2 separate regions of the Zea mays genome follow, and region 1 is linked to region 2. Evidence: chromatin contacts called from public Hi-C data. All regions are on one chromosome and are shown on one strand. Each heading gives the region's core, a stretch centred on a gene start, on an enhancer-like site or on the middle of the called end of the contact. The rest is flanking DNA. Distances are from core to core; before and after follow the strand shown. Region 1 holds the start of LOC100280099. Region 2 holds the start of LOC100272933 (germin-like protein).

Region 1 (4,535 bases), core at 970-3,469, 140 kb after region 2:
TCCGAGAGTGGACAGGACGTTACAAATGGTATCAGAGTCGACCCTCGTGGTTTCACGGGCGTGTGTGGGCTAGAGGTTCGGTATATGGCACATGGTGCATGTGGCCTCAGAGTGGTCACATGACATGTCATATGACGACACTAGACATACATACGTGGCCAAAAGGGGAGGTTCCTGGCTTGGGGTTGACCGACGAGGACGTCGATCTTCTAAGGGGGTGGATTGTGATATCTTGGGCCTAGTGGACGGTGATATCCTGGTCCAATGTTTAATAGAATTAATAGAGTACTCATACCAATAAGGTGCATCTTTTTTTGGAAGACTATCTCAAAAGAACCTCCAAATTAAGCATGCTTGGCTTGGAGCAATTTGGGATGGGTGATCGACCGGTAAGTTTTCTCGGGTGCGCATGAGTGAGAATAAAGTACGAACAAAATACTCATGTTGATCTGTACAGTCTTCGCAAGATATCGAGACTCTCTCCAGAACCCCCTCTGATTGAGCCGTAATCCGACGTTCCTTCTCATTATAGGGAATTGAATCGTACATAAATGTATCGAAATACTGTTTTTCTTTAGTGAATTGACACGCTCTATCCTCTGTTATCAACCCTGGCCTCCTTTCACTACGGAAACCTTTACTACAGGATTGGCTAGCCTCAGCGACTACCGGACTAGCCTCGGGTCGGGGACTAAGCCTATGTTATGTATGGCCGTGCCTAAGGGCATATCGGTTGAAGTAGATTCTTCTTTTTTCTCAAAAAACCCCTTCCCAAACTGTACAAGCTTCTTCCAAAGCATACGGCTTTCTAGATGTATATGACGATCTCTAGACAGATGGATCTTATATGAATCGTATGATGAAGTACCACATGAGTGGATATATAGAAAAGGAATCCAAATCCGGATTAGGTAGACCCTGTTGTTGTGAGAATTCTTAATTCATGAGTTGTAGGGAGGGACTTATGTCACCACAAACAGAAACTAAAGCAAATGTTGGATTTGAAGCTGGTGTTAAGGATTATAAATTGACTTACTACACCCCGGAGTACGAAACCAAGGATAGTGATATCTTGGCAGCATTCCGAGTAACTCCTCAGCTCGGGGTTCCGCCTGAAGAAGCAGGAGCTGCAGTAGCTGTGGAATCTTCTACTGGTACATGGACAACTGTTTGGACTGATGGACTTACCAGTCTTGATCGTTACAAAGGACGATGCTATCACATCGAGCCCGTTCCTGGGGACCCAGATCAATATATTTGTTATGTAGCTTATCCATTAGACCTATTTGAAGAGGGTTCTGTTACTAACATGTTTACTTCCATTGTGGGTAACGTATTTGGTTTCAAAGCGTTACGCGCTCTACGTTTGGAGGATTTACGAATTCCCCTTTTGAGTTTTTCTGGCGGACCGGTCGCGCAAGATCTTTGGTCTTCCCCCGGAACCGATGAAAAAGTGGGTCGCTTCTTATGGACTCGCTCAGAATGATTCTTCTCTATCTATAGTTCATGGCCTATTAGAAGTAGAAGGTGCTCTGGTGCAATCCTTACCGACAGAAAAAGATTGCAGTCGGGTTGATAATAATCGAGGGACAATAATATGATATTAGAGATCTGACAGAATTAAGTAGCGCCGATCCTGGAGTGGACATGGTGTTACATGGAGTGGGCAGTGCCGTGGTTTTGTGGTGCATCTATGTTCTGGTTCCCAAAATGCGCTGGTTGTATTGCACTTTGCAACTACTACTTACACAATGGCGGTGAATTAAACGGCGTGACATGAACCATTACGTACACCGTTTGACGGAAACCCATTCGATGTTTTTGTTGACTTTGGGCGGAGATAATATTTCAGTCCTCTTTTTCTTAACAGAGGGCAATCCCAGTTGTATTTTTTTCTACCACCACTGAACACATGCTGACACCAGCAAAGCCGCATTCTGCGTCTCTCGTCACTCACGGACAACCTCTTTTGATTATGTCCACTAATGTTGCCGTGTCACACGCTCGTTGGTCGGCAGCAACAGTCAGCTACGGATCCGAGAGGAGAGAGAGCAGATAAAGAGCGCCGGTGCAGGTGAGAGAGATCAAAGCAACTGTTGGTGCTACTGGCTGCTACACGGCTGGTTCTCCCGGTCTCTGCACTACAAACTTCTGATCCAGGATTATAAAAATCACTTGCTGTAGTTGCCACGCACCTTCTTCTCAACTCTCAAGCGGCACCTTCCTTTTCTGTGTTTCCCCTCTCTCTCTCTCTCTCTCTCTCTCTCTCTGTGCTAGCTGCTAGCAGAGCAGAGTGTCAGTCAGTGAGTGCGCAGTGCATGTTCGCCATGGCAAGCGCCGGCGGCAAGGAGGAGCCTGGATTGTTGGTGAAGCAGGGGACCAAGCTCCACGCCAAGATGCTCTCCAAGGAGGCGGCGGCGCAGCTCGCGGTACCGTCGTTCCGGGTGTACTACTCCGTGGCGTCGGCCGGCGCGGTGCCGTTCCTGTGGGAGTCGCAGCCGGGCACGCCCAAGCACGACTCGTCCTCCGCGGCCGAGCTCCCGCCGCTCACGCCGCCGCCGTCCTACTACTCCGCAGGCCGGGGCGGCGCCGGCGCCGGCCGCTCCAGGAGCCGCCGGCCCGGCCTCCTCGCCGCCATCCTCCCCAGGATCACCCTCCACCGGTGGCCCGGCAGCAGCCGGACGACGTCGGCGTGCCCGTCCTGGTCCTCCACGTCCTGGTCGTCCTCGAGTTCCAACACGTCGTCCACGATGTCGCCCGTGTTCACCGTCCAGTCGTCGCCCGCCGTGCACGTGGGGGCTTCCCGCGGCCACCACGGGCGCGCGATCTCGGCCGGCGGCGCCTACGACGAGGCCACGCCGCGGTGCTTCTCGGTGGAGCGTGAGTGCTACGAGAGGCGGGTCGTGAAGGGGTGCGGCGTCGCGGTGGCCTTAAGGAACGCGCTGGCCACGGTCGTCGTCGGCAAGCCCGGTCGGCGAGCTGCCACCAGCGCCGCAGCATAGACAGGATTTGATTGAAATTGATATGGCTAAGAAGCTCAGGGTGTGCTTTGCATTTTGCCGCAGCATGTGTCATGTAACGTACTCCCACCGTCCTAAAATAAGTGCGTATCATGTTTATGTACAAGTTTTTTTTAAAAAAAAAACTAAGTATATAGAAATACTATTAACATTTATATCTTCAAATAACTTTATTATAAAAGTATATTCCACCCGCAACCTCTGTTACTATTGTTTCATGTATATTTGATCAAATTTTGAAGAGTTTGATTTCACGGTAAGTGAGATTAATTAAACGAGCGTGATATATATATATATATATATATATATATATATATATATATATATATATATATATATATATATATATATATATATATATATATATATATATTTAGAGCCCTGGGCTTTGTTTAACTACAGGAAGCCCTGACTATTCACCCGGTTGACCAGTCACACCATTCGGTCCACCCATTATAATGTTTACACTTAGTTATACATAAGTTTACGCTCGTGTACCACCGTATAAAACCAATCGTTCTACCTGGCCTTCTGCGATGACTGAGACTAGGGTTTTATTGGCGGCGGTTGCGCGACACGAGCGAGCGCAGCGAAGCCAGCACGACCGCGGCGGACAAGCGTCCCCATAGACGAGATCCATGGTGGATCGCCTCCCCATCATCGTTCCAGAGGTGTCTTCCCTTCGTTTCCCTCATTTTCTTCCCTCCCCTAACCTTACCTCCAGTCGGTGCGCACCAGCAAGGGGACTCCATGTTCGAGCGTCGGCTCGAGAGCCAGGTAAGTCGTCGTCGATCTATGACTTTAGCCCTGGTAGGAACCTCCTTGCTCCCCCCATCCTGATCCCCAAACCATCCTTTTGGATTTCTAATTTGGGGATATATTTTAGGGTTTCGGTTCTAGGGTTCAGTTTGTCAATCCCCTTCTCTTTTTCTAATCTGAGTTACGAATTTAATTATGGTGTTCCTAATCCATCAATCGAAGTTAGGGCAGCCGAATCCAAAAGGATGGACCCGAATGTTAACACCCCAAAGGATGCACCTCGAACCCCTTTCTTTATCTCTTTCTGATTTCTTGGTTCAATTTCCCACTACCGGGTAATAATGGTTACTAATTGATAAAAAGACCAGGTACAAATTACAAACTCCTTCGGATCCCAATAATTTTCAACCTTCAAAGAGGTTTTCAATCTGAAGATGTCAACCCCAATACCACAGAATGAGTTCAAGGGCTATCTCATTTCATGTAAAATTACATGCATGTATGAAAAAAAGTGTATCAATTATAGTGTCAATCCCTGCTCAGCTTCTGGTTTTTTAGGAACATCAACTGGTGGAGAGGCCTTGTTGGGCTCCTCATCTGTAACAACTGGGATACTCGCTGTGGAGATGGGGATATCTTCAGGTGTTTCAGAGTCATGTTCCTTTGAGAATTCGGTAACTTTTTAGATGACTTCATAAATAGGCATAATTGCAAAGAGCTGTTAAACTTGTTCTGTTGTTTTGGGTGTAGCATAAA
Region 2 (4,423 bases), core at 263-2,762:
GCAGATTAGAATCATAGACTAGTGTGATACATAAAATCAATTTCCACTCCCTCATCGTATGAATTTGAGATAGTCTTATATCTAAACTTTAGAAAGTGGTGAAATGTCAAATTCCAAACCAAATAACCTACCATATTAAGAAAATTTCAATTCCTTTAAAATGAAGGGATCCAAATGGCCCCTAAAAGATTTGTACTAGCGGTTTTGTTACAACAACCGATACTGTTATTTTTCTTAGCTTAACCGATAGTGGAAATCGATTTCTACTGGAGATTCTCAATTAACTACCTGTGAAAAGAAACATTTTTATTAACCTCTACCACTAGCGGTTCTAAAAAACGACAGTACAAATAGGTTAATAACCGCCTCTACATGACTTCTTGTACTAGTGACAGTTGCACTAGATGTGAGATGGGATAAGTATTTCAATAGTAGGACTATATGTAATTGAACAGATTAACAGCATGCGGCACTACAAAGTGGTGTATATATAAAACACTGAAAAAACAGCGAAACGTAACCTTAAGCGATCATATATAGCTTTACAAACGACATCGACCACAAAGCTATTTTGAACCAATCAGATGCACATGTTACTCTTTCATTGCAACAAAATGCAATATGGAAACTGAATACATCCCTGAATGAAAAGTAGATGAATAAATAAGGGTAAGATGAAATAGACCACGAGTACTTTGACACGCGACGACAGGTGCACGCACGCATGCAGCAGCAAGCACACGCGTTCCATTCGATGACGACGGACCAAGACGACGACGGCGACGATGCATACCCAGCCTGCACTGTATTGTCTCGAAAAACAAGTTAACCGCTGCCGCCGAGCACACTCTTGAGCTTCTTCACCTGCGCGTCGTCCAAGAAGGTGACCTTCTCCACGACGGCGGACGGGAGGTTGTTGGCAAAGAGCGCAAAGTCGGTGATCTGCAGGCCGGGGTTGGGGCTGCTGAAGGCGACGAGGCCCACGGCAGCGCCGGTGCCGGCGTTGTACTGGTAGTGGAGCAGGCCCTGGGGGAACACCATGATGTCGCCGGCGTACAGCGTCTTGGTGTAGACGGTGTTGGAGCCGGAGCTGATGAAGCCGGCGGCGACGGTGCCCTGGGTCACGAAGAGGAGCTCTGAGCCCGCCGGGTGGGTGTGCAGCGGCACGACGCCGCCCACCTCGATGTCGAGCCTGGCCGCAGAGATGCCAAGCCCGTTGACGCCCGGGAACTGGCCCACGAAGGCCGGGGTCACGGCGGCCTTGATGAGTGGGTTTATTTTGCCCTGGCCGGCCAGGCCGTGGAAGTAGAAGTCGTTGGCGGTGACGCTGGACTTGCACGGGTACCCCGCCGGCGTGTCGCTGCAGGTCAGGTCGGCGACGCAGAAGTCCTGCGTCAGGGCTAGGGAGGCCAAGGGCATCAGGAGGAAGGAGACGAGCACGCAGAGCAACACCATTTTGGCCATGGCAACGGCTTACAGCAGCTAGCTAGCTCGAGATAGCTTTACCCGAGTGTGTGTGTATCTGTTGCATTGTAGACTTGGAGCTAGGGCCTCTTTATATAGGAAGAAGGAAGAAGGGCGTAGTGTATCAGTGATTCAGTGTATGTGTATATGCACGCAGAGGAAAAAATGACAGCGCGCGTACGTTAACTGCTGTTAACGTACGTGAGTGAAATTTGGTTAGGATGAGAGGCATGCGGCTAGTGTTCGTCGGCATGGCGCTGCTAGGGATATTTGGACGAAAGGAGGCAATAGACAAGCGTTGCCAGCTGGTGCATGCAATGTCCTCCAGGATGGAAGAAATGGGACCAGAGCTTTGATGAGCAAAAGGCCTCGTCTTGCTCTGCATTGTTACATTGATCGGGACGGGCTATGGATAGGACACGCGATACATTTTTTTACGAAGATAGCGATATGCTCCCGACTAGACCAGCACTCTACAGAAAAACGACAGTTTACTGCGATTAATATAGTATTGGATGGCCAAAATACAAAGCCCATCGAAAATAAATCTATTATTTTCGACGGTCTATTATTGTTTAGTTGTAAAAAATAAAGTATTTTTTGGCAGTTATTGGAGTCTGCTGAAAATAACAGATTTATTTTGGTGTCTTGAGGCTCATCGTCAAAAATATAGTCTAATTTTTTTAGGATTGTAGGCTGGCCAACCAAAAAATAAGAGGCTATTTAGTGGTTAAATCCTAACCGTCGATCCAAAATAATAATGGTCTATAAATCGTGCTCGTATCTATCCTCATCTTATGTCCGACGGCCTCCACTAAACCATCGGACATAAGAGAAGTGACCCCATTAACAACCGGTAATACCGTTATCGAGGTTAAATGCTGACGGTCTCTTTCGGCCATCAGACATAGCTTATTTTCGACGACCGCCGTCGGAAATAAGTTTATTTCTGACCCGTTACGACCGAGAGACAGGTACCGTTGGAAATAAGCTTTCAGTCATCAAAAATAAGCTATTTCCGACGGCTTAGTGCTTATGTCCGACGACTTTGGCCGTCGGAAATGTAGGGTTTTATTGTTGTGGTCGCTGCTCGTCTTCTACACTTATGCCCTCCCCATCACGTCGTCATCACCTGCCTGACCACTTGTTGCCCATCCCTCGTGCTCGCTCCTACTCTTGCACCTACCTACCATCGGGCCTGTTTGGTTCAGCTTTTTTCTGACCAGCTTTTCTGAGAATCTGGTTGTGAGGAGAATCTGGCTGTGGGGAGAATCTGAGTATTATTAGGATTACGTGCGGAGGAAGATAAAGATGTTCATAGGGCTCATGATCTAGAAAGTGACGGATTCCTACTATTGCAACAACTCAACCGATTATATGTTTATGTTGATTTTGAATAGTTTTTACCTAAACGAATTTTATAGAAGCTGGCTGAAAAGCTGACGCGTTTGGCAGTCCGCAGCAGCTTTTGGTGGCCAGAAGCTGCAAAAAGCTGAAACAAACAGGGGCATCGTCTTGTCGCGCCCGTCCCCATCTCGTTAGACCGCACAGTGCCAGGCGACCGCCCGCCACCACGCAACCATCTGCCCGCACCCCTTAGCCACGCCGCGCGCCTGTGCATACTCGCCATCACTGTCACACCATCTGTATAAAAAAATGTGTATGATTATTAAACTATTTTGATATTAAACTAGTACTGTAATGAAACATATGCATCATCTGGTTTGGTCGGAACTTATTACATGCGTGACATGTGAGGTTTATCAATCTAGAATTGTCATTTTTGGGCAGACTGTGACTAATATAGCATGATATTTATGACGAACTATGTGGTTCGAACGAAATTCCGACAGTATAACCTAGCTACATTGTTCTCTACTGCATCATATTTCAGGAGTGCAGGTGCAGAACAACATGTTTATGGTGTCAAAATTTTATTCGAAACCTACAGGCTCGTCATAAATTCGTGTTGAGTCAGTTACACCTGGGTGGGTTTAGGACATATCCTTACCTATAGATAATGTAAAACAATCATCATTTTATATTTTGCTTTATTCTATAGTTTCAATTATGGCTGAGTATTGTCGGTGGATGTATGATGGTTGGAATAAAAGTCAGGCTCACTCAGCTGAATGCATATCTAAGACTAGCACAATCGTGTCATCTCTTTATCGACTATCGATTAGATCTGGTGTCTATGCAGAAACTGTCAAAATGCAAAGTTATCTGATAAGGTCACAATGAGTAAACACCTATGTCACATTGAAGATTATGAAATGAGGGTCTTTCATGGTGATAAATACACCACAATTATAGCAGAAGAGGAAGAGAATGATAGTGCAAGCATTTATAAGATGGACGAGATGCTCGAATATATGTAGCCAAAATTTAACCTAAACACTAAGGATGAGTTGACACCAGAGGAGTTTCTCCGACTTCTAGAAGCTTCAAAAGAGCTGTTACACCCACACAAGAGTGACCTTACTCATTTTTGTGATCCACTTCATGGCTATTAAGTCCATTTGTTTTCTTCAACAATTCCTACAACAAGCTTGTAAAATTATTTAGGGGTGTCCTTTCGAAGCCTCGTAAATTGCCCAAGTTTGTACCAATCCAAATAACTACTCAAAGGGCTTGATATGCATTATCAAAAGATTGATGTCGATCTAGATAATTCCATGCTTCTCTAGAAGAACCACAAGAAAGAAAACAAGTGCATAAAATGTGGCAAAATGTACATCGATGTTATAAATGATGAGGGTGAAACAGTGACAATAGAGGTTGCACATAAGCAACTTTGTTATAGGCCATTACACTTTAACTGAAATGATTATTTTTGTAAAAAAGAATGTCCATGCACTTGCGGTGGCATAAAGAAGATGAGAAGGAGAACAAGGAAGTGATGGTTCACCCTTTAGATGAAGACATGTGGAAGGCTCTAGACAATGTTGATCCATAG

What was found. A called contact is a pair of places that touch in the nucleus more often than the background predicts.
Region 1: a contact with region 2 is called in a Hi-C map of leaf, with 2.6 times the contacts expected there. The contact joins the promoter of LOC100280099 here to the promoter of LOC100272933 in region 2. A contact is called at or near these places in 6 of 25 Hi-C or Micro-C datasets (ear, endosperm, leaf and 1 more).

What each region holds. Positions count from the first base shown.
Region 1 is chr6:134,672,944-134,677,478 of Zm-B73-REFERENCE-NAM-5.0, forward strand. It overlaps LOC100280099, which reads left to right and starts at 2,220. Exons shown (of 1, transcript NM_001153037.1): 1 at 2,220-3,123. The coding sequence starts at 2,319. The coding sequence ends at 3,002.
Region 2 is chr6:134,532,873-134,537,295 of Zm-B73-REFERENCE-NAM-5.0, forward strand. It overlaps LOC100272933 (germin-like protein), which reads right to left and starts at 1,513. Exons shown (of 1, transcript NM_001147385.1): 1 at 423-1,513. The coding sequence starts at 1,464. The coding sequence ends at 826.